Regions from separate parts of the Mus musculus genome. Here all the other regions are linked to region 3. Evidence: chromatin contacts called from public Hi-C and HiChIP or PLAC-seq data. All regions are on one chromosome and are shown on one strand. Each heading gives the region's core, a stretch centred on a gene start, on an enhancer-like site or on the middle of the called end of the contact. The rest is flanking DNA. Distances are from core to core; before and after follow the strand shown. Region 1 has its middle 76 kb from the start of Gm39377. Region 2 has its middle 120 kb from the start of Gm39377. Region 3 holds the start of Col12a1 (collagen, type XII, alpha 1). Region 4 has its middle 180 kb from the start of Gm39377. Region 5 has its middle 45 kb from the start of Gm39377. Region 6 has its middle 160 kb from the start of Gm39377.

Region 1 (4,097 bases), core at 776-3,275, 400 kb after region 3:
AGCTAGCAATAAAAAAAGACCAAGTTTTAAAAAATGATGACTAACACTTGTCTCTCTCTCTCTCTCTCTCTCTCTCTCTGTCTCTTTCTGTGTGTGTGTGTGTGTGTGTGTGTGTGTGTGTGTGCTGTGTGTGTGTGTGTGTGTGTGTGTGTGTGTGTGTGTGTGTGTGTACCAAAGGATGTATGGAATTCAGATAGAGTACATGTAACAAAGAAACATGAATAAAACATGGGAAAGTGGCAAAAAAGACTAAAGGGAAGATACACCAGAAAGTTGAAAATGAGTGACAGAAACATGAGAACAAACTTTTAGAAGGAAAAGTGAAAGAAACAGATTCTATGTGAAAGTGTATTATATACACAAATAAAAAGTTGAACATGGAGATGAACACAGACAACTACAATGGGTGCCAAAACAACACACATGTATTGTTTGGGAGGGCTAATTTAAAGACATTATTTGCTGGGCATAGTGGCAGATGCCTTTAATTCTAGTCCCTGGGAGCCAGAGGCAGGTGAAACTCTGTGAATTCAAATTCAGCCTGGTCTACATAGTGAGCTCCAGTCAGACAAGGATGCATAAGTCAGACCCTGTCTTAAAAACAAACAAATAGAACAAGCTAATAACAGCAAAACAAAACAAAACATCTGCTTTATTGCCTCTCCCATCAGCAAATATTATTTTCTTTCTCTCATAATGAGGGCATCTGTCATTTTATCCCTTCAGTTCACAGCTGTAGGAAACCCACATTAATACTGCTTTTCTGTTAGATCCCTCTCATGACAAAATGGTTGATGAGAAGGAAACTGCATGCCTCCTCTTGTGTTCACACAAGATTGTTTTCCTTCATCGGATACTCCATGTACACCACTGTGTTGATAAGATTGTTTTTCCTAGATGGAAGCAGATTGCCTTATTGAAGGAGTGTGAACATTTAAATATGCTAAGTATAAATAGAAGTATAGAAGTATTAGATACACTGAAAAATACACTTCATCAAGACTGCCAAATAAAATGCTTCTCTCCATTCTCCCAACAGCTTACACTTCTGTTCTATAGCTCTAAAACTTTTCTAGAATATTCACTTCGTGCTGTACAGTACTCGGGTGCTGTATCCTTACAGAACATGCTGAATCCCACACCCGATGGGGCTCCATCAACGTCATGGCTCATGAACTCAGTGTGGTTTGCTCAGACTACCACCATCTAGATTGTGTCCTTTACATTCTTCTTCGTGGTATCTCAAGTTGTTCACATTTTGAGACTTCTGTTTTTTGAGCCTCAAGCTGCTGACCATTTAGTTACTTCTCCCCCTTTGGCATCTCACAAACAGCTCAAACAGTCATTATAGTCCTTACTGCATTTCTATGACTTTCTTGAAAGTGCTTTGGATGTCAATGCAAGACAGTTAAGAAACATCCTCTCAATCTTGAACAAAAACTGTCTTTAAGGTAAAGTGGCTAAAACAGAGGCTTTGCTTCAAGGGGAGCTCACAGCGTAATACATTCTATTACATTCTAAATTGTTTCCTAGATGTTCACTGTAATAGAAACCCCATGGCACCAGAAGCAGATCTAACTCAGATATGTACAATAAGCACAGAGAACATGTGCACACAGAAAAGTTCTGAGAGGCTCATAGTTGCTGGGCCTCCTTGACCCTTGCAGAGCAAGTGACTAACCGAAGAATTTCTCCCAGGATGGTTTACTCAGAGCTTTAATGTAAAGAAGGCTTGAAAGACTGTATGCAGGACCATAGCATGCCATGTTTGTATAGATATGGATTTTTCCTAGTGCTCTTTTCTCTGTATATCTTCTAGATTTATGGTGTTTTGTCATCTGGGATCACACGAAGAGTCAGCCATTACCGTCATTACCCAATTCATGGAAAATGAAAAGAACTACATGTACTTTTCTTACACCAATGAAATAACTCAGATTCTACACTCTTTTCATTTCCTCTTTTGTACCCACACAGTCATGACTACTACTTCTGTTCAGATCACCCTGGAAACAGGTACTAGGCAACATGAAGCTACTCCTGTTCTCAATACTCCTGAAATAGCTAAGCTAACCTACCCATACCCATTTGCCTTGCCCCTCCTATTCTTTCCCATGGATACTACACTAAAGGTTCTTCTCTATGCTTTTTCCCTCCCCTTTTGCTTCTTGAACTATCCTAGGGCTTCTTTTGTGGCACGTGTGGTATAGTTGGCTCTCCCTCTTGGGAGATATGAGTAACTATTCCTAGTGAACTACCTTTCCAGCGACAGCCATCACCAATCTGCTGGTTCTACTATTCTCACAAAATAAAACTTGTGCACTTAAAATAGTTAATGCCAAATCAAAACAACCCTGAGATTCCACTTCACTCCAGTCAGAATGGCTAAGATCAAAAATTCAGGTGAGAGCAGATGCTGGCGAGGATGTGGAGAAAGAGGAACACTCCTTCATTGTTGGTGGGATTGCAAGCTTGTACAACCACTCTGGAAATCAGTCTGGCAGTTCCTCAGAAAATTGGACATAGTACTACTGGAGGATCCCGCAATACCTCTCCTGGGCATATATCCAGAAGATGTCCCAACCGGTAAGGACACATGCTCCACTATGTTCATAGCAGCCTTATTTATAATAGCCAGAAGCTGGAAAGACCCAGATGCCCCTCAACAGAGGAATGGATACAGAAAATGTGGTACATTTACACAATGGAGTACTACTCAGCTATTAAAAAAATGAATTTCTGAAATTCCTAGGCAAATGGTTGGACCTGGAGGGCATCATCCTGAGTGAGGTAACCCAATCACAAAGGAACTCAAATAATATGTACCCACTGATAAGTGGATATTAGCCCAGAAACTTAGGATACCCAAGATATAAGAGACAATTTGTAAAACACATGAAACTGAAGAAGAACGAAGACCAAAGTGTGGACACTTTGCCCCTTCTTAGAGTTGGAAACAATCACCCATGGAAGGAGTTACAGAGACAAAGTTTGGAGCTGAGACAAAAGGATGGACCATCTAGAGACTGCCATATCCAGGGATCCATCCCATAATTAGCCTCCAAACTATGACACCATTGCATACACTAGCAAGCGTTTGCTGAAAGGACCCTGATATAGCTGTCTCTTTTGAGACTATGCCGGGGCCTAGCAAACACAGAAGTGGATGCTCACAGTCAGCTATTGAATGGATCACAGGGGCCCCAATGGAGGAGCTAGAGAAAGTATCCAAGGAGCTAAAGAGATCTGCAACCCTGTAGGTGCAACAACATTATGAACTAACCAGTACCCCGGAGCTCTTGACTCTAGCTGCATATGTATCAAAAGATGGCCTAGTCGGCCATCACTGGAAAGAGAGGCCCATTGGCCATGCAAACTTTATATGCCCCAGTACAGGGGAATGCCAGGGCCAAAAAGTGGGAATGGGTGGGTAGGGGAGTGGCGGGGAGGGTATGGGGGACTTTTGGGATAGCATTGGAAATGTAAATGAGGAAAATACGTAATAAAAAATATCACATTATTGAGATTGCATGGTGTATCATTGCTACCATATCTAGAAGATATGATCTCCCAGTAGAATTTCTAGTCTTCTGGCTCATACAACATGTAAGCCTCTTCTTCTATGAATTTCCCTGAGCCTTAGGTATGGGGGCTATGATGTAGATATATAAACTGGGACCAGACATCTCAAGTTCAGTTGTTCCTACCATTTGACCTTGCTGTAATGGTCTGTGTTTGCTGCTATATTAAATAAATAAATAAATAAATAAATAAATAAATAAATAAATAGCTTGTTAGATGAGGAGTGAGAGCTACTCTTATCTGTGGTTATTATGATAGATGTTTAGAATTCAGTTAGGAATTATACTTGCCTAGTAAAACACAGGTAACAGGTTTCCTTCTAAGATCCATGACTAGCTCCAGGTAGTTGTCTAGGTATGAGGCATGATTTCCATTCATCTTAGTGAATCTTGAGCCTAATAAGAAAGTAACCACCAAGACATACATGTCACTACTGCACCTTGAAGGAAATATTACCATGCCTATGATTGTTATTGTTCATAGTTGTCAAAGATCGGTAGGCTTATTTTTATCTT
Region 2 (4,099 bases), core at 1,219-3,718, 450 kb after region 3:
AATCTGCAGCTGCTGAAGGTTGGGGAAAAGAGGGAATCTCTAGGAAGCCCCAGAAACTTGGGATTGGGGAGGTTCCCAGGAATCAATGCAGGTGACTTTAGCCTCACTGCCTAACAGTGGGGACATGAAACCAGAAGAGACCACCTTCTGTAACCAGGCAGGAACCTCAGTGGAGAGAAAAGGACACCAACCCACCCACAACATTTCCAACCAAAAATTTGTCCTATCTAAAAGCATTCAGAGACAAAGATAGGGCAGGACTAAAGGAATGACCAAACAATAACTGCCCCAACTTGAGGCCCATCCTGCGGGCGAGCACCAACCCCTGACACTATTAATACTCTGTTATACTTGCAGATAGGAGCCTAGCATAACTGTCCTCTGAGAGGTTGTACACAGGAGCTGACTGAAACAGAAACAGAGACCCACAGCTAAAGATTGGACAGAGCTCAGGAACTCTTATGGAAGGGTTGGAAGAAGGACTGAAGGCCCTGAAGAGGATAGGAACTCCACAGGAAAAGCAACAAAGTCAACTAACCTGGACCCTTGGCAACATTCAGAAACTGAGTCACCAACCAAACAGCAGGACTGAGGACCCAGCACATAGGCCTGCCTTGTATTGACACAGTGGGAGACAATGTGCCTAACCCCGTAGAAACTTGATGTGCTAGAGAGGGGCGATATCTGGGGGCCAGCACCCTCTCAGAGGAAAAGAGGTGGGGTAATGGGGAGAGTCTCTGGGGGAACTGGGTGAGGGGACAGTGTTTGGGATATAAATAAATAAATAAATAAATAGGATTTTGAGATACATTTTCCAAATCAGGGAGGGTTTTGTGGAAGTGATTACCTTCTTTGTGCTCAGACCAGGTCTCACAGAAAGAAGGGATTCCTGGAAAGAAATGGCCAGGGAATCAGAGGCCAGCCAGGGCCAGAAAGGAACCTGTAGTAAGTGACCAGTAGTCACAGAAAAGCTGATGGAGTATTCTTTGCACTGGAATCCTATAGTCACAATTTACAAAGCTGCTGATAATAAATTTCTTCCTTTATAGAAGCTATGTTGTTTTTCTCTAGACCTGTGCAATGAGATGGTCCACAGGTTCATTGCATGTATGTCCTATGGCTTTAAGTGTGTTGAAACTGTTGCTTCTGCTTCTCAGAGAAGAGCCAGTTGACACTGGTGTAAGCAAATGGATTCCTGGATTGTTTCTGTGTATCATAAGTGTGCCCTGACCCATCAGACCAGACAGAGTCAATAAAACCCTAAAGATTTTAACACAGTTCAGGAAGATGGGAAACTTGGATATGGAATTTTGATTCTTCCTCTCTAGAAAGGTCAGACGTTTTGTCATGGTTTCTTCAAACCAGTAAACATGAATTTAAAAAGAAAGCTTCCATGGAATAAACATAAATGTTATGGGAATTTCCTTCCAAGTTAACTTCCAAAGAAGTATTTACAAACACATGACTTTGAGATAATGCCTTTAGTAGCAATGGAAATGGATTTTGTTAATCGATGTGTTGCTATACTAATATGTACTCCATATGAACAAGTTATGGGGTATCAAAGTCTTCTACAGAACATAAAATATGAGCTGGATTGTATAACATAGAATTCATATCCAGAGAAAAAAGTGAATGTAATTAATGATGCTTAGATTCTTCGTTAGAAAAAAATTAAGATGTGTCTATGACAACTCAGTGGTTAAGAATACTGGCTGCTCTCACAAAGAACTCCAGTTCAGTTCATGTCAATCACGTTGTGGCTCATAAACATGTGTAACTCCAGTTCCAGAAGATCCAATGCCATATTCTGGCCCCTACAAGCAGCAAGCTTGCATGTGGTGCACATATATGAGATAAACACTCATATACATAAGATGATATGTATATACATGATAAAGACAATGATACATAAATAAAAGTTAAAAAATCTTTCAGAAAGAATTCAGATGGTGAATTCAGGTTAGAATTTCTTTCCTTTTGGCAATTTCTGTTATACTATGAGCCTTTCTTTTGCTGAATTAATCTTAGGTTATGGGATAAAAAAGTTTCTATTATGGCTATTACAGAGTTTAAGGAGTGTTGGTGGCTGTCTGCCTATATCAAGCTGTAGACGTTTTTATAGCAACTATAAATATTAGGTTTTTTTAGTGCCAACAAATAAAATCCAGGATGTCCTCTCACTATATTTCCCTGTTCTTTCTAAAATTTTGCCTGCATTTTTTCAAAGGCTTATCATGGTAACTGACAGGCTCTATCTTTAGCCTTGTCTAAAATTCCTTCCATTATCTCTTACCACAATTTCCAAAGATGAGACGCCTTAACACCTACTAAGGCCTGAGCACATTCCTTGGCTACTAGGCACAGAGAGCAAGAGTCAGACTGGCTATTTCTCCATGGATACTGGATGCTTCTTGATGATTGACAGTTCTCTGGCTCTGCCTGCTCTGCACTCCTTGGTCAGAAGCCAGGTTTGGCAAGTCAAAGGAGTCCCTTGGCAAACCAGTCTGCACAGGACTGAAGAGGACATCAAACAGTGTAGTCCCAAGCGTCTGAACTAATCCCCTGGTGCTGAGACTGAGACAAGTGTAGAATCAAAGCATGTGAGCTCCATATAGAAAACATGTTTTTCAGCTTAATAAAGCAAACAGCAGGACACAACAGCTAAAGCAAGGTTCCTACAGCTGGGCAGGATTTCTTTTTTGGCTTTATCCTAAGAAAACCATTGCCCAAAATAAGATCCCTATTCTGTAGTGAGTCAAACTCAATTGCACTCTTGGTCCTCGAGTTTGACCAGTTTCAAAAAACCAGAGCTGGAAAGAAAGGATGAAGGAAACCAAGAGCTCACTCAAAATAAAGACTGGAACAGTCATGCTTCCCCGGCTGCTTTGCTGACCCAGCTTCTCCATCACGAAGCTGGCTTGACTCGGAGGGGTCCGTTTACAATGAGGTGAATGAAGAGTTGGCAGTCTGGTTCTCACTTACTGTAATTGAGTCAGACAATTAAATTGCCTCCCAGTTACTGAAAATGTAAACCACATACACCGTATGTAGGTCACAGCATTCCAGTGGTGCGTGTCCAGTATAGTGACTTAATGGCTGGATATGGAGGACGCGATTTTTTTGAGTCAAAGCGGCAGAGCACGCTGGCTCAGCAGATGCACATACATGCAACAAGGGCGACACCAAGGGTCTGCAGCTTTGGAAGACAGGAACCAGTGTTCGTGCACAGGCACCCATGCAGACAGTATAATGTGTCAGCTGATCATTGTGCTGTAATTTTTGAATAGCTTTTCTCAAAAATCTTAAAATGAACTCTGTTTTTAAAAACCTCCAAAAGAAACCATCCACATATCTTCTCCAAACCAAAGTTATACTGAGTGATGTAAAACGACCCCTTTGGCACCAACAGAGTAATGGAAATATGACTGATCAATAACCTTACTTCAGTGTGTGGTATTATGCAGCCTTTGGAGAACAGAGATTTCGCCATGTCAGGAGAACTGGGAGAGAGGGTAGATCCTATGTGTAAGTAACTTCATTGTATGCTGTCAGTTGATTATTGTGATATAGAGGATCATGAGAAGCAAAGGAGTTTGGTAAATGTTGTCCTTTGGGACCAACATCTTTCTCACATCTGCCCTTCTTTAGAGAATGCCAACTGTAGACTACAGAACAGCTACACTTAAATATTTCGTTTTTCTTTGTATCTCCGTTGCAACTTTCCAGTTCTACAAGCTTTGAACCTCTGTCTTCATGATCAAGTGATGCACACTGGGACTCAGAAGCTTTTTCGCCACTCACTGTAGACAGAGTATCTTTGCTGCATTTTCTTGTTTTCTCTTATGTTTGCTCTATCCAGGGCTGCTGCCTACCAATGCATCATGGATTTCCATCTCAGGCCTTGTGTGCACACTTGACAAACAGTGCTCATGGAATTGTGTTAAGATTTAATGAGGAAATCCAACATTGCTCTGATGGGTTTGCTCCCCTCACAGCCCTAGTTCTCTTCTGGATGTTTTGCTTATGAGTTTACGTTCAACAGCACCACACACTTCCTAAAACCTTTGGGAAGAGCAAATATAAACCATAGAATCTC
Region 3 (3,836 bases), core at 810-3,309:
TGCAGCATATCTTCCCCCCTCCCCCAGCCTCCCCGTTAAAAAGGACTTGAGCAAAAGGAGCCCCTGCCTGGGTGCCTGCCGCTCGCAGCTCTAGGCTGGAGAGGATGTTTGTGTCCAGAAGTCTTTTCCAATCGGTCTTCAGGCTGCAGACTGAGCAAGAGGAAGACAGGGATAGACACTCTCCACTTGTCCAGCTCTCCCTTTCTAGATAGGGAGTGTCATTGTGCTTGTGTGTGTGTGTCCTTCTATGGCTGGTGTAGTCCTTCACCTTCACAGTGGGGTGCTGGAACCATAGCCCTGGTCTGTCTTGTTGCCACCTTCCTTTACGTGTCTGGGGACCATACTGGACGCTTTTCCCTACATGTGCATGTCCTGCTGAAGAGCAGGCTTGGAAGCTGAGTTCCCTTCAGGCATGAAGAGGGGGCTCGCTGCTCCTGGGTGGCTCTGAGCATCACAGGGATGTAAAAGATCAGCTGTGTCGCATACATTGGTGTTTGCATCTTCCAGATGCGTTCACACCCTGGCTGGAGGGTCTAGGCAGACACCAGAACTGTGGAGACATGAGGGAAAAGCCTGCGCATTGTGTGGGCGCTTTGTGCAAGTTGCTCAGCGGCCTTTGAGTGGGCCCTGCGTGCTCCAAGAATGTGCAGAGGTGGTGGCCATTCTCATTTTTCTCGTTTCTTTTCTTCCAGGCTCCTCTCTTGCTCTGGTTAGCTCTGGCCAGAGGCCGCCCGTGCGTGGGGCAAGGCGCAAGGGAACTGGGAAAAAGCGTGCAGAGTTTTGGTCAATTCCAACACTAATGTGCCTAGAGCAGGGAAGTCAAATCTGCAGAGGTAAGATCAAGCATGGAAGAAAGGCTTAAGTCAGGTGTGCTCGCAACTTCTGCTACCAAGGGGCGGTCTACTCCAGGGTCTAGAGCCCTGTCCTGTTTCCAGTACCCACTAGCCCAACCCTGCTGAGGCGACGTCTCTGGGCTTCAAGGGGCGGGAAATTCGCGGAGCGAGTTCTGAGCTCACAAACGCGTGTAGGAATCCGTCTTCGAGCCCTTTCCGGATAACAACGTGTGACTACTGGACACTTCATCCCATGCGTCTTGTACAATTTGGCAACTTCAAGTGCCAGACTCCCACTGCGTCCAAGGGGTGGAGTGCCGGGAACCGGGGAGCTGCAGAAAAGAGCCCGTGTGCTGGCGGAGTATCCGGCTCCTAGTTGGCCTTCTCAGTAGCTCGCGCCTGCGTGCGAGCGTCCCCGAGCGAGCTCCTCTCCGTCCTTTTCACCTCTAGGAATTTTTTAGGGAAGAGCTGCCTGAAGCCCCAACGTGGGCCAGATTTTACTCTTAAACTGACAAGAAATTTCTAAGGAGAATAAAACTTGTTCTTAAGTGTCCCGTTGGGATGCCCCCGCCGCCCCCGCCCCCAGGTACCAATAACTTTCCTCTCCCTCCCTCCAGACTGAATCGAAGCCTCCCATCTCTATCCTGAAAAACTAGGTTAGACAGACAGGCCTGGGAAAGCCATCCTAGCCCTGAGCCGGGAGCAGGCAGGCGGCTGTCGGAGTTTTCAAAGTCGCGCCTTGGAGACTGGGAAAGACAGAGGCCCGCCGCGTGCACAGACAGTTAGTTAATGGAAAGCCTGTAAATCGGTTTTAAGTGCACCCAGGACAGAGGGGGAGGAAGGTGGACGTGGGGACGGTGGCGGCCGGAGATGCAATGGTGAGGGACAAAGGGGATGCCCATCCCGCTGCTCTGAAACGAAGATCCGTTCCCCACTTCTCCATTGTTCTTATTTTAGAAAAATAAACGTATTAAAGAAACTCGTTGGGTTAGGGAAACCCGAGCCCCCTAGCCCGCCCCAAGCGGAGGAGTCCGCGGCCTCCCTTGGCAGGGAACCCGGCTGCGGCTGTCCCCCTCTCTCCCTCCCTCCTCCCCGCCCCCGGAGGGGCATTGCTACTACGGCGATCGCCACCTCACGCCGAAGGAATGCTCGAAGTATGCACACGTTCCCAAAAGTAGACCTCCTTCACCGCCGAGGAGCATACATCACCCGTGGCAGCCTTCCACCTTCTCAGGCGTTTCGTAACCGAGTAAACTGAGAGCCGGGAACAGCCCTCTATTAAGTAGCCCGCGGCGCGGAGTCTCTTCCCAGTCGGCAAAGGCGGCCGCTGCAGACGCGTCCGCCCGCAGCTGCATTCAGTCCCCCTGCCTCCGCTCACTCTGCGCACTAGGCGCTGCTGCTGGGTGCTCCCATCGCCTTTTCCACACCGGCGGCCGCCAGGTGCTCCCGGAGCGCAGCGCCCTCCCAGGCCCGGGGGGTCCCACGCGCAGGCTGCTGGACGCCCGCTCCCTCTGTCACCTCCGGCTCAGGTCAGTCTGGCTTCTGTTCCCCACCCCAACCCCCACCCCTCGCGCCCTTTCCCAAAGATAACTGGGGAAAGTGGCTTCTTGCTTGCACCTTAACCCGGGGCTGGCAGAATGCCCAGCAGGGGCTGCTTGGCTTTGGAAGCGATTGATTAGTGTGCCCGAGATAGATCTGTGGCACAGGAGTTTGGCGGTTTCTTTGGAGTTTTGGAGGGAGAAGGAAAGGTGGCTTGCTTGTGTGCCAAGTGGGACTCAGTGTATCCATCTGTAGGGCAATGTCCTCTATAGTCTCTGTCGCTTTCAGTGAAGTGCACGGGCTGCATAGGTCGCTCTTTATAATCTGGTGGCTTTGCCAGGGACTCCAGGCTTGCAGCAGGGACTCAAGGCATTGCCAGAAAACGAAGTGAAGTACTGTACGCTCCGCGAAGAATTCCATGGAGGGCCAGTGGAAAGCGCTCCAGCTTGGGGAGACTAGGCGCTAGTGGCATCTCCAGATGCTCGGGGGAGCTGCCCTGGCTCCATCCTCCACTGCTTTCAAAGTGCTGCTGGGTTAGGCCAGCTCTCGCAGCTTCTGAGACTTCCTTTTTGGGTTCCTCCTGAATGCACTGGGATTAAGTTTTACCCAGGGTCAGTCAATGGGACCTTTGAGGAGGGTTCTCCTCCAGTCTTTGAGTGCACAGATCAGAGTGCGTGGAGTCAGTGCATTTGAGAGCAGTTGACAAATGGGACCTGCATCTGGCTTCCTCAGCCACCATCCCCTGACCAATTCAGATCTTTGGCATACACCTCCTCTCAGCTCCAAGGTTAGGGTCTTCTAAAGAATACTGGGGTAGGATTGGGGGAGGGGGGCGAAGAAACAAGTCTAAGCTCGTCCTTGGCTAGGTAGCCTTTATAGAAGACGTAGGTGACGCCTGGACTCTAGATGGGCCCACGAAACATTTGTGTGCCTGTGTGTGCGTTTGAAAAAAAAAGTTAAATTGAGAGAGTTAAGAAGTTGGCTCCTTCCAGCAAGGGGTGGGGGAGGGGCAAGTTGTCCGAAAGAGACCAGTTCCCATAGTGCCCCCACTCCGGGCAGTTGATTCATTTTCATTCATGAGGGGAAGTGAGGGAAATCCTACTGCCACGTAAGGGCTACCGCTTTCAGACATCTATGTCTGAGAATGCTCAATGAAGTGTTGCTAAGCACTCCGATAAATGTTTTGGCTAAGAAGGAGAGAGAAGTTTTTCTTTAAAACGTATACGAACGGAATTCTTGGCTGGCTGAGATGGCTGAGTTATTCATCAGATACCCCAAAGAGAAGTGATTCATTCTTGATGCTGAGACAGGAAGCCGATAGGTGGCGCACTAGACTAAGACTAGACTAACTCAAGTTTTTTGTTCACCCTTTTAACACCCCCCCCCCCCCCAAATACTGCACACCGATTTTTGTGGGTAGGTTACCACTCTTTAACTTTTCGTGAGCACAACTGCGGACTGCAT
Region 4 (4,098 bases), core at 1,173-3,672, 510 kb after region 3:
TGGCTTCATTTGTTCAAGGAATAAGGATGTGGGGTGCCAAAGTTTGGCTAGAAGTTCTGCATATTTAGACACTGGGTGGGTGGGTGGGGGAGAAGGAGTGAACTTGCTGTAAGGAACGAAACAAAATGAGGAAAGATGTACTTAAGAGGCCTGTGCTTTTCATTAGTAAAAATAGGCTCTTGAGTTCTGTCAATATAATTCTGAACATATCATTGAGTATTTGAGCTCATGCCATTCTTTCCACTCCAGCCTAGAAACTCAGTAGTTTCAGAAACCCCTTGATCTCAGCCTCTCCTTTTCATGCTTCAGGAGCAACAGTTCCAGCCAGGGTGGAGCAGGGGCAGGGAAAGACAAATGTGCTTAGGGTGGAGGGATGAGTGAGGACAGATGAAAAGATGAAAAACCAGATTTCATACACAAACCTTGTTTATGCAGTTCTTCTCAATGGGCAGATAAAAAATTAGTTCTTTTACAACTAGCTTGGGGATAACTCTTATTTAATAACTTATTTATGGAATATTTAATTAATATGTTTATATTTTTATATTTTAATGTCAAAATTCCACAATTTAATTTCCTTGTCTAATTACTACTAAGGTTATTTTGGGGGATAAGAACAGAGTATGTTTGTATTATGGGTCATATACCTCAACTGCCATGATGAATGAAGCTTTTTCAGTGTCACTTTCTTATTGAGGAGCTTAAGTATCCTGTGTAAGCTGAAATAATGTTCTTAACTCACAGAATGTGAAGACTTTAAAGTTACGTCCTTTAGAGGAGCAGAAGGTCTACAGGATATCCTGGTGTCTTCCCAGGGATGTGTGGGGAACTGTTCATCATGGTCAGAGGACCAACAATCCCTGGAATAACAGGAAGAAGGACAAGTTAACAACTGTATTATATCCTACATTAGGATGGAGCCCTTGGTTTAATAGTCAACAAAATTAGAAATTTGGAGTGTATGTCTTTTCAATGATTTTTCCTTCAAAATTCCACTGTTTAGTGATAGTGATGTGACATGCCCTTGCTTTCTCTGCTCTTTTGCACTGAGAATGAAGTCATCAAATGTTTGAAACTTACTTTGTTGGGTGAAATGGCCTGTTGATTAATTGATTTGTGAAATTCTATCAAATCCTTCATGGTGAGACTTGGTATATATAAACACCAAAACCAAACAAACAAAAACAAAAACCTGCCTACTTTGTCAGAAGTCTTTTTCTTGACTAGAAGTGAGAAATTGTTTAATTAGGTATTTGCTTAATGAGTCCTAGTAGAATTAGGAAATTACTTGAAGGATGCCCATGACATCCCTGTTTCAAGAGAGAAAAAACATCATGGCTACAGGGGAATATCTTGTCACTGGATCATTTGTGGCCAGTAGTTTGACAAACTCCACTCACTAATTAATAAGCAAGTATTATAATACTCAAACACAGGCTTTTACAAATTTTCAAAATAAACGATGCCAGGCAGTTCTGAGTTTTTGGATAAAATCTAGACTTCAGCAGAAGTGCAATGTATCAAGCTATATATTAAGTTCAACTATACATCCAGGTAGCTACAACCCTTAACTTGTGTTTTGGTACCCTTTCCAATAGCTTGAGATCAGAAGAGTTGCCTGGAAGAGGAAAACAATGGACTTACTGGGAAATATGTGAATTGAATAGGAATCCCGTGGACTAGAACTGAGGCTAAATTCTGGCTCACTGTCTTTATGAGTATAAATATTTAAATTTCCATCCCTCTTGTCACTCATATAATTAATGAGAATAACAACTTTTCATAGGACTGTGATAGACGCAGCATGGATATTGTCTGTGGTGGACCTTGACAGATAACGAACTGTATGTAACTCTGAAATCTGGCTGTATGATGATGAATCGAAGTCTGAAGGAGGATTCACCAACTTTTCCTATAAAGGACAAAACTATAAATATTTTAAATTTATCAGATCACTTTATTTCTGCAGTAACTACATAGCTTTACTTTTATAAGAAGGATGTAACCATAAATAATGTGAATGAAAGTGAGCACTTATGCATGATAATTTGTCGAACCCTAGTGCAAAGCATCATGCCATTTTTGTAAAAAAATTAATATAATAAAATTACACATTTAACAGTATTTTAATTAATTATATGCAGAGTTACAAGTTGATATTAAATTGGCCTCCAGGAGTAGTTTCATAAACGATCAGTTTAGTTGGCAAACTGCCACTTCAAGATTGCTTTTACTAAGAAGTTATTCTTCGTGTTAATGACATTCACCACTCTACTGTTTAGTCTGATGAGCACAGTGGATGACTAAGTAGAACTAGAATCGGCCAATGCTCAAAGCGCCCTTGACAAACATCAGGGAAGTCTGGGTTCAGAAGATCAGTTTACACTCATTTCACAACAAGCTGAAAACCCAGTGGCAAAGGTCACACAAACTTTCCAGTTCAGTGACTCTGAGGATTCAAAACCTTTCCGGCTGCTTATCATTTGTCAGGGTCTGCCTCGGTTGGCAGGATTACATCTGCTATTTCACCATACACCATGTTTTAGTACATTGATGTAGTTTTATGCAATATTTAACTTTTTAAATGTTCATTTAATCTTCATTTTTGTGAGGAGCTTTTGTGTCAGCTAGTGTTATGATGTCATCAGACCAATGCTGCTCAAATTATGGAGAAACAAAAGCTCTGTCAAAAAAAAAGTTACATATAAACACAAATCATAGCTAGCTAGCTGATTCAACAAATCAAATAAAGTGTAAAAGGTAATGACTAGCAAGCCATTGCCTAGGAAGGTGAATGTAGATAATAACAATGTACTGTATGTTATTAAAAGTTGGAAAAAAAGAATAGTGAATATTTTAATTAGGGTCAATATTGCTGTGATAGAACACCATGAACAAAGCATTTCGGGAAAGAAAGGGTTTATTTGACTTATACTTCCATATCATTGTTCATCATTGAAAGAAGTCAGGACAGGAACTAAACAGAGGAGGAACTTGGAAGCAGGAGCTTATGCAGAGGGTGGGATGTTTATGTTCATGCTCTTCATGGCTTGCTCAACCTGCTTTCTTATATCTGCCCAGGGATGGCACCAAAATGGCCAGGACTCTCTCCTATCAGTCACTAATTAAGCCTTACAGGCTTGCCTACAATTGAGGATCCCTTGTCTCAGATGACTTTAACTCGTGTCAATCTGTCATAAAAATAGCTAGCACATGGGGGGTTTTCATCACATACAAAAATAATAGCTAGGGGCTGGAGAAGTAGCTAAGCAGGGAAAACTGCATATCTTGAAGAGGGTCAGAATTCAGTTCCAAGCACCCACGTCAGGAGGTTAAAGTTCAGCTCCAGGATATCTCTTCTGTACTCCCAGGCCACCAGCACTAACACATGCCAAAACCAACATACATGCACACATAATTAAAATACATATATAAACAAAAGAATGAAACTATAAATGTCTAAGGAAATGGTCATATTTAAACATGCATTGAACCATTGTGTTACTTCATTATATTTGTAATTTACTCTATGTGTCAATTAAAATAAATCTGATTTAAATTAAAACCAATACATGCATTCAGATATGGAAAATTAGATAAATATGAAAAAGGACAGTAAGTATAAGCCAGATGATAGGGAGATGGCTGAATGGATAAAATGCTTGTCTCACTAGTACCAGGACCAAATTTTGGACTCCCAAACCTATGTAAATGCTAGGAAGTGTATCAGCCATGTGTAATCCAAGCATATAAGAAGTGGAGACAGAGGATCCTTAGAACAACCCAGCTAGAAAGACTAGCCAGAATTTGCAAGCTTTGAGCCAGTGATAGATCTTTTTTCATTAAGTTAAGTTTACAGGGTTCCACGTCATACTTTCACATGTGCGAACACACACACATGCACACAAACATCATTTACATGCAAAAAACAAACACAAAACTAAACAATATGCATATTTATTATAACCTGCGTAAGAGCTTTATGAAGTTGGGGCAGGAATCAGACTGCTAAATTGAGCATCCTTTTCAGGAGATACTTTGTTCTTCTTCGAAGTGCAATTCATTTGGGGCAAACATTGATGAGTCTTCTTGAGAAAA
Region 5 (4,054 bases), core at 536-3,035, 370 kb after region 3:
TCATAGAGGTCATATGGATATAGTACATACCAAAAATACCTGATTTACTTGGGAAACAACTACATTATATTGCTTAAAAGAGGGCTGAGCTGAATACACATAAAAAAAACTTTTAAAAAGAAGGGGGAAGAGCCCCACTCAGAGGTAAGATGCTTGTAAGGCACTAAGGGGCCACAGCGCTGTACTGAAATGATGTGATAAATGGAAAGAGGTATCAATTATAGGTGAATCCATTCTGAATCTTCAAAGGCCCAGAGTGTACATTACATAGGCAAGATGGAACTCACGCAGTGTGTAAGATCCTTGAATTGTTATGTGCATTCCAGTATCAGTCAGACTTTCTGGACTACATATATAATTTATTTATTTGAGAAACCAATAAATAAATAGATGAATAAATAAAGTGAAAGTTTTTTTTTAATTAGTATTTTTCAAATATCCATGACAGTTCCTGACAAAGAGGTCTCTCATTAAGTACATGCGAATTGGATAATATGTGATACTAATTAGAGTCAGAAATTTCAAAAGAATGGGGCAAGAAGAATTTAAATGTAACTTGTCCAGGTCCTCTAGGTGGATGTGCTTTGTAAGTCATTAGTATGGAATAATATATACATTGAGACAAATCTATAATGAGGTACAAATTTGTACTTCTCCCCCACCTCTTAAATAGTTGTTTATTGGCAGTGGGCTGGAAGGGATAGCAGGATTAGCATTCACAGACAACACACCGAACACGCACACACAAGGGCAGCAGCAAGAGTGATGGAAGAGGGCCTGGAGGCCCCTCTTCAATAGCAAGTGAATAGGCAGGGGCCTGGGGTGTTGATGGAGCAGCCTTAGTTCAGCTCTGGTTAGTAGGCATGGTTAGGGATGAAGAGAGATTCACTGGCTGAGGCTCCAGATTGGCCACTTGGGATATTCTTTCTTTGACAAGCGAGGCTGTTGGCCAGGTCTCGCTTGATGTACTCCTCCTGCGCTGCCTTCAGGTTCTCCTTCTTCCCACTCCAGGCCTTTGAAGCAGAGGCCTGCAGGGCTCGGCCATAGGATAAAGTCAAGGCCCGTGGCTTCAGCAGCAGACACTTATTGATAGCACTGCGGTTGATGGTTGCCTCTTCCTCACTCTGCCGTCCAGACAGGAAAGTGACCCCAGAGACAGCAGGGGGCACTGTCCAAGGAAGTGCTGGGACCATTGCCATGGCAATTTCCTCATTGGAAAATTTCTGGGTGACCATGTTGGGCTTCAGCTATGTGACTTCCGGATAGACATGGTGGTCGCTCAGAGCCTTGTAGACAGCTGCTAGTATCTTCTCGGTTACTTACTGGCAACACTTCAAGTCATGGTTTCCATCAGGGAGAATTTCAGGCTCCACAATGGGTGCAATGCCATTCTGCTGGCAGATGCTGGCATAACGGGCCAGAACATTGGCATTTTCCATGATGGCAAGGGCTGAGGGAATATGTTCCCCAATCTTTAGCACACAGTGCCACTTGGCAAAGTCGGCTTCATCCTTCTTATACTGGGCACAGCGTTCTGACAGCCCATCCAGCCCTTGGGTAGTAGTCTCGACATTGGTTCCTGCCAGGGGCACCACACCCTTATCTATGCATAAGCTTCGTTCTTTTGGAATGTGCATCAGAGCGAGGTTCTGGTGACCCTAGCCGTGTTCTCTCCTTAAGTCCTTTCGCCTAACCATCAGCGTACCCGGCAGACTCACCCCATCCTGTTCCAGGAAAGTTCTGCCACCGGCACTATGCCTTACCCATACCCAGCACTGACCCTGGAGCAGAAGAGGGAGCTGTCTGACATTGCTCACCGAATTGTGGCTCCAGTCAAGGGCATCCTGGCTACAGATGAGTCCACTGGAAGCATTGCCAAGAGCCTGCAGTCCATTGGCACCGAGAACAGGCGTTTCTACTGCCAGCTGCTGCTGATTGCTGATGACCATATGAATCTCTGCATGGGGGGGGGGTGGGGGGAGGGGATGATCCTCTTCCACTAGACACTGTATCAGAAGGCAGATGATGGACATCCCTTCCCCCAAGTTATCAAGTCCAAAAGGTGGTGTTGTGGGCATTAAGGCAAATTTGTACTTCTAAGAGATTTTATTTGATGAGAAACAAACATCATTCAAATACTGATAGCTAACTTTTAAAAGAATAAAGAGGTGTTAGTTTTATCATTTTTATTTGATTAAACAAATATAATTTGTAAATCTGCTGGGCACATATACATGTTGGTACATTACAATACACTGAGGAAGAAGGAAGTACTGGAGTATTATCATCAAACTGCTCAGGAGCACTCTAATTCTTGCCTTGGTATTTTAATTAATTTTTCTTAGGTAGAAGTGAAAGGAGTACAAAATTTCACAGTACACTCCTATGAATGTACTTAACAAATTTCTTATTAAAGCTCAGAAATGCAGTGTTTCATTATACAAAGTTGCAACATTTTCTTCTGCTGCTGACCGTTAGCTTTTCCGTCCCTAGCTGGAGCACCACATGGAGACTGTGGAAATGGAAATTGGAAGCCAGGAAAGTATTAAGCCTGGGGTGACATTTTAGACCTCAATTGTAATAACAGCTTTGAGCGTATGTTTTAATTCCATCATTTTGAGTAGAATTAAAAAAAAATACCTCTCAACTATGTTATCTGGACTTGTACTTGTTAGTCACTGTCTTCACACTGTTCAACGCAGCCATTAGGGCATTGTTTTTGTGGGTGCAACAAGATGAAAACACTTGAAAGTTTATTAAGGCTTTAAAAGTTGAGAGTCTTTGTAGCAAGTGACCCCCAGCACCATTTAATGTTCTTTTAAAATTTCTATTTTGGGGGCTGGAGATGTATGGCTCAGTTGTCAGACCATTTACCTGGCATCCACAAAGCCCTGGCTTTCATCTCTGCTACCACATAAAATCAGACACAGTAGGGCAGATGTTGTAGAGAGAGGAAGACAAGAAATTCAAACTCATTCTCAGCTGCTTAGTAATTTGGAGACCAGCCTGGGCTACATGAGGTCCTGCTCAAAAAAAAAGTTTTATTCTTAGTTTTAATAGAACCCCAGCATGTTATTCTGAACCAAGCCTTATGGTTGTTAATTATTATTACTTTCTTCCTCTTTATATTCCAGAGAACATGGAACCCAGATTATTTGTCTTAGTGAAATCACGTAAAATTAGGTAAAAATATTTCTGACTTAGAGTGTGGAACGTATGCTTCTACGAGACGCACCATGTGACTGAATAGGTGAACTCAATAATTCTCTTTGTTGTGGTTCCTGTTTTTGTTTTTCCTATTGATGTTGATTTTTGAGACACGGTTTCTCTGTGTAGCACTGGCTGTCTTGGAACTCATCATGGAGACCAGGCTAGCCTTCAACTCAAAGATCCACCTGCCTCTGCCTCTTGAATATGGAAATAAAGGTGTGAACCACCACCACCCAGCCACTCATTGATTTTGAAAGATTCTACTCTTCTTCTCAAGGGTGGGGTAGATTCCAGATAAGTCTAAATAGCAGTCCTGAAGTATTCAAAAGAAATGCTGTATATGTGCTGTCATTAGCTTGATGTTTGCACACATGCACATTTGCCAAATGTAATTCTAGGGATATTTGAATGGATGCAATAGAAAAAGAAACCTGACTTGCAAAGTGAGGACTGCTAAGGAGGGAGAAACAGAAAGAGGATGAGAAGAAAAGCAAGAAAGTAACTGGTACAAATCCTAGACCTTATTTGAAGCACCAGCTCTCCCTCCCCAGACTATTCCTGCCCAAAGTCAAAGTCTAGAGGCATCCACACGGACTGATGAGATGCAGGTGACATGGCCACTCTATGATGGGGGCCCCAGACTGTGCACACCACTCAGCAAGCACTGATGAGCAGGATCTTGGAAGGGATTCATGTGGAACTTATTTTCAAATAAATCACCTTATGATAAACAGAAACCTGTCTCTTTGATACAACATTGGATGCTCAAAGAAACAAAACTGAGAAAAATAAATAAATATCAACCAAGATTTGATTTACTATATAGGCTATCAGGATTTATATA
Region 6 (3,981 bases), core at 1,230-3,729, 480 kb after region 3:
GTTGGCCAAGAATGTCCCATGAAGATCCCCAAACAACCCAGGATAACACTAAAACAGAGGGTTGTTCTCTTACAACTGACAATGGGACCCCATTGCTGAGGACAACACCTGCAGGGCTCACGGAACATGCAGTGGTTCAGTTGGTGGCTGCATAGAGACTTTACCCATACTCTAGTCTCTTCTGTGCAATGAGATACTCTGCAGACTACCAAAAGAGAAACATGGACACCAACCCAGCCACAAAACCTTTGAACAACAATCCATCCAGCATGCAAGATGTACATGGACAATGGCCATGTAGAACTTGTGGGGTAGCCACTCCATGAGAGGAAGCCCATACCTGACACTACTTGTATGGCCAAGACTCACAGAGTGGATACCCTGGAAATCTACAACTGTTCTAAAAATAATTAAATCAATGTTATTATTGTGCTATACTCATAGATTGACACCATGTCCCACTGTCATTAGAGAAACTTTCTCGAGCAGCAGATGGATACTATATAGAGACCCACAGTCAGACTTTATGTGGAGAGAGAGACTAACTTGGAGGGCTCCATTGGATCCCTTCTCTTGTAGCTCTGGATGAGAGCACAGAGAAATTCTAGGAGTCAGGTGGACTGGAGAACACCAAGAGAACATGGCCCACTGAACAACTCAGCAGACCTCATTCCTATAGGTTTACAGAGACTGAAGCCTGCATGGGTCTGCACCACATCCTTTGTGTATATGTTATGACTGTTAGCTTGGTGGTTTTATGGAACTCCTAATAGTGGGATCCAGTCTCTGACTCTTTTGTTTGCTCTTGGATTCTTTCCCACCTGTTAAGTTGCCTTTTCCAGCTTCAGTGTGAGGGCTCTTGCCTTGCCTTACACATACACACACACACACACACACACACACACACACACACACACACACACACACACACACCCATGTTTGTGGTTGTCTCTCAGAGTCCTGTCTTTTCTGATGGGAGATGGAGGGGGAGTGGATTCAGGGAAGAGAGGTGGTAGAGGTGAAATGGAAACAATGGAGGGATGGAAAACTGTTTTAAGGATGTATTGTATGAGGGAAGAATCCATTTTCAATTTTTAAATATACATACATGTATATACATACATATATATATACACATATATGCATATAGATAATATAGATATACACATTCACATTCATATACATATAGATGAGCAACTTTGCGAGAGAGAGGAAGAGAAGGCAAAAAGCCAGCAGAGATGAAAGCTACCAAGAAAAGAAGTCTTTCTAAACATAACAGGGCTGACATACATATGAATCCATGCACTCTGGTATCATCCACAGGCCTGCATGGTCTAAGTCAGATTGTGTTCTAGCCCTGAGAGGGAAAGCAAACACAAGCCTCCATTTCTAACCCAAAAGCTACTTCCAATTGACAACCTCTCAGAAGGAAAATATTAGTTTTCTTCAACAGAGTCCTACTGTGTGTACAAACCACAATTAAGAGCAGGTCCCATGTCCAACATTAGATAGCTAAAACACATTTAATGGTATGTGTAGAGGTACTTTGGGAGTTTTTCTTTACCTTACAGGTCTTTGGCTTATATAGCATGGTTTACAATTTTGTGTTTTTGTAGGATTTGTGTTGTGCAAATGTGAGTGTCTCTGGGTAATTTGTATTTCTTGTGTTTATCCTTTGGTTCTTATTTTTCTTCTGTTTATTTTTTCCTATTCTGGTTTGGTTGTTGTTATTTTTATGTTGTCTGCTTATATTCTAATGAAACAATGTTGATTTGGGAAAGTTGAGGAAGATCTTATAGGAGTTGGGATGGGTGGAGCCTAATGAAAAATAAATCTGTTTTTCTTCCTTTTTTGTTTTTTGTTTTTTTTTCTGAGACAAGGTTTCTCTGTGTAGATATGTCTGTCTTGTAACTCACCCTGTAGACCAGACTTGTCCCAAGTCAGAGATGCCTCTGCCCCTCTGCCCCTCTGCCCCTCTGCCCCTCTGCCCCTCTGCCCCTCTGCCCCTCTGCCCCTCTGCCCCTCTGCCCCTCTGCCCCTCTTGTCTTTGCCTCAAGTGCTAGGGCTAGAGGAATACATGTAAAACAAATTGGAAGAATTCAGCATTTGACCTTAACACAGCAGCAGCATAAACATGATTGGGTAAAGTGTCAATGCTAAGAAACTCATAGAACTCAAGTCAAATTTGCTAAAGGCATTAACACTTTACTTTTGTATAATATTTCTTTTTGTATAATCTGTTACATATTCTTCTTTTGATTTATTCTAAATCACTGACAGAATATGAAATCAACCAGTTGAGCTCATTGACCATATAGACGTATGAAACAGGCTCTATCTGTCCTACCAGCCAAGGGCTGTCAACCCTGCCTGAGATTGAATGGGTGGCTTTTGGTCTGGATGGAAAAACTCTACTAGAAACCAGCATATTTGCCTGGGGAGAACCCATGGCACTTCTCAGTGTCTGTGGTGAGTACAGCCAGGGCTGATCACACCCAGTTTTGTTTTGACTAGTACCCAAGGACTCTGTGGGTACAGGCTAACAGCACACACTGAAAATAAAAAAAAAATACTAAACTCTGAAGACTGGCTTTTGGGGGTTTCACATTCAAATTAATATCTTCTTTTCTAAAGATCTAAACATTCAGAGAAATCAAAACTATAACCATCATAAATTACAACCCAGTACTTAGAACAACTCTGGGCATGTATGAGCAACCTTTACATGTTAGACAAATTAAACTGAAGAAGGTAGGGGTGTTAGAACTCAAAAGAACCCTTCCAAAAATATGTGTAATCTATTATAAATAAACAAATTCCACCACTTTACAATAATCATCATGAATTAAGCTAAAATGATAATCAGTAAAGTAGAAATTCTTTAGCTAAAAAGCCCCAAAAAGCTGCATTCAAACGAAAAAGCTAAGAAATTACATATGTGTTACTTAAAAATTCTGCTCTCTGTGTTTTAAATAAGATGTCGTAGAGTTGTTTGGGTTACAAAAAGTTTTCTACTATCATCAGTTAACAGAAAAGTAACAGCACAAAACCTAGGCCTGGTGGAGTAGACTTGCTTCAGCTTAAGTACAGAAGCCCAGCTTGTTCTTTGCCACTGAATCAAATTAGGAGCAGCTGGTAATTGGGACCAGATGAAGTCTCAAGGGGAGGAGATGTAGGACATTCCAAAGTGAACACTGAACATTTTTCCACAAAGACTAATGTCAATTAGTACGACATAGTATTCACTGCAATTACACATGGCAACTGAACTACCTTGAAAATGAAGCAATTCGGTTGTGGAGTGGACATAATACCAAATTTGGGGAAGTTTAATAGCCATCAGTGCCTTTATGCATACTTTGTGATGCTTTGATGTGTTCTCTTCTACAAGGGCTTGTATCTCTACACAAAAGAAGGAGCCTTTGTCTTTTTTTCCCTTTATTCAGATTAATCCCTCAGTTTCATGGAAATTAAGTTTGTTTAGTTAATGCAATAAACGTTCAGATAAGTGTAAATAGTAATGCTCACTTGCCATTGCTTTCATATATCCCATCCCCCTGCTTCATCATCCCTTCTTCCTTTACACAAACAAAGCGTCAGGATGTAAGTTACAGTATTCTCGATGTTTATAATCTAGAAAAATACTTTTTCAACTTTAGAGCAGAAATACTTGATGCCCATTTATTCAGAAGGCTTACAGAAGCAGCCACATGAAAATACAGGGGTCCCCCCACCCCACTCCCACATTTGCCTTTTGTAGGAGCCTATGCAGCTTTATCTGTAGTGATTCTGACCACCAGTGTCAGAAAGATCAAGTCTGTTATGGATAGATTACTCTGAAGGAGAAGTTACAGATGACCAATCCTTGTGCTATTAAGCAGATCCTTAAAAAAAGCATGTCCTGCCTGAGAAACAGTGGGGCAGAGATAATTAGGGACAGGTGACAAGAGGAGAGAAAGGATACACACCCTGAGATCCTTT

The links. A called contact is a pair of places that touch in the nucleus more often than the background predicts. HiChIP or PLAC-seq counts read pairs in DNA pulled down with a chosen protein or histone mark.
Region 1: a contact with region 3 is called in a Hi-C map of cortical neurons, with 3 times the contacts expected there. The contact joins the enhancer-like site here to the promoter of Col12a1 in region 3. A contact is called at or near these places in 6 of 39 promoter capture datasets (the C10 cell line, cranial neural crest, embryonic stem cells and 3 more), 3 of 484 Hi-C or Micro-C datasets (cortical neurons and muscle stem cells), 5 of 115 datasets of contacts at active chromatin or transcription factors (astrocytes, embryonic forebrain, embryonic limb bud and 2 more) and 2 of 9 other capture datasets (adipose tissue and pancreatic islet).
Region 2: a Hi-C map of cerebellum shows a contact between it and region 3, with 6 times the contacts expected there. The contact joins the enhancer-like site here to the promoter of Col12a1 in region 3. A contact is called at or near these places in 6 of 39 promoter capture datasets (embryonic stem cells, hippocampal neurons, liver and 1 more), 10 of 484 Hi-C or Micro-C datasets (the AML12 cell line, the HL-1 cell line, brown adipocytes and 4 more), 6 of 115 datasets of contacts at active chromatin or transcription factors (astrocytes, craniofacial prominence, embryonic limb bud and 3 more) and 2 of 9 other capture datasets (adipose tissue and embryonic stem cells).
Region 4: a contact with region 3 is called in an H3K27ac HiChIP or PLAC-seq map of hepatocytes, with 21 times the contacts expected there. The contact joins the enhancer-like site here to the promoter of Col12a1 in region 3. A contact is called at or near these places in 4 of 39 promoter capture datasets (embryonic stem cells, frontonasal cranial neural crest and liver), 21 of 484 Hi-C or Micro-C datasets (the AML12 cell line, the C2C12 cell line, Sertoli cells and 10 more), 12 of 115 datasets of contacts at active chromatin or transcription factors (the NIH/3T3 cell line, astrocytes, craniofacial prominence and 9 more) and 2 of 9 other capture datasets (adipose tissue and embryonic stem cells).
Region 5: a contact with region 3 is called in a Hi-C map of muscle stem cells, with 2.0 times the contacts expected there. The contact joins the enhancer-like site here to the promoter of Col12a1 in region 3. A contact is called at or near these places in 7 of 39 promoter capture datasets (the C10 cell line, embryonic stem cells, liver and 2 more), 16 of 484 Hi-C or Micro-C datasets (the AML12 cell line, the C2C12 cell line, the G1E-ER4 cell line and 11 more), 10 of 115 datasets of contacts at active chromatin or transcription factors (astrocytes, craniofacial prominence, embryonic limb bud and 4 more) and 3 of 9 other capture datasets (adipose tissue, embryonic stem cells and pancreatic islet).
Region 6: an H3K4me3 HiChIP or PLAC-seq map of craniofacial prominence shows a contact between it and region 3, with 5 times the contacts expected there. The contact joins the enhancer-like site here to the promoter of Col12a1 in region 3. A contact is called at or near these places in 3 of 39 promoter capture datasets (embryonic stem cells, hippocampal neurons and liver), 1 of 484 Hi-C or Micro-C datasets (stem cell-derived epiblast-like cells), 5 of 115 datasets of contacts at active chromatin or transcription factors (astrocytes, craniofacial prominence, embryonic fibroblasts and 2 more) and 2 of 9 other capture datasets (embryonic stem cells and pancreatic islet).

Annotation. Positions count from the first base shown.
Region 1 is chr9:79,312,844-79,316,940 of GRCm38.p6, reverse strand. No RefSeq gene overlaps it. Among named protein-coding and RNA genes, the nearest start is that of Gm39377, 76 kb to the left of the region's middle. Within about 2 kb of position 2,025, at least 3 of the 459 cell types and tissues checked have an H3K27ac peak or open chromatin away from gene starts, as enhancers often do. A contact at or near this core is called in cortical neurons, where this site is marked.
Region 2 is chr9:79,268,825-79,272,923 of GRCm38.p6, reverse strand. No RefSeq gene overlaps it. Among named protein-coding and RNA genes, the nearest start is that of Gm39377, 120 kb to the left of the region's middle. Within about 2 kb of position 2,468, at least 25 of the 459 cell types and tissues checked have an H3K27ac peak or open chromatin away from gene starts, as enhancers often do. A contact at or near this core is called in cerebellum, second pharyngeal arch cranial neural crest and stem cell-derived neural stem cells, where this site is marked.
Region 3 is chr9:79,716,945-79,720,780 of GRCm38.p6, reverse strand. It overlaps Col12a1 (collagen, type XII, alpha 1), which reads left to right and starts at 2,059. Exons shown (of 66, transcript NM_001290308.1): 1 at 2,059-2,362.
Region 4 is chr9:79,211,850-79,215,947 of GRCm38.p6, reverse strand. No RefSeq gene overlaps it. Among named protein-coding and RNA genes, the nearest start is that of Gm39377, 180 kb to the left of the region's middle. Within about 2 kb of position 2,422, at least 17 of the 459 cell types and tissues checked have an H3K27ac peak or open chromatin away from gene starts, as enhancers often do. A contact at or near this core is called in the C2C12 cell line, granulosa cells, hepatocytes and 2 more, where this site is marked.
Region 5 is chr9:79,344,327-79,348,380 of GRCm38.p6, reverse strand. It overlaps the pseudogene Aldoa-ps3 and the pseudogene Aldoa-ps4. Among named protein-coding and RNA genes, the nearest start is that of Gm39377, 45 kb to the left of the region's middle. Within about 2 kb of position 1,785, at least 3 of the 459 cell types and tissues checked have an H3K27ac peak or open chromatin away from gene starts, as enhancers often do. A contact at or near this core is called in cerebellum and muscle stem cells, where this site is marked.
Region 6 is chr9:79,232,464-79,236,444 of GRCm38.p6, reverse strand. No RefSeq gene overlaps it. Among named protein-coding and RNA genes, the nearest start is that of Gm39377, 160 kb to the left of the region's middle. Within about 2 kb of position 2,479, at least 9 of the 459 cell types and tissues checked have an H3K27ac peak or open chromatin away from gene starts, as enhancers often do. A contact at or near this core is called in craniofacial prominence and embryonic limb bud, where this site is marked.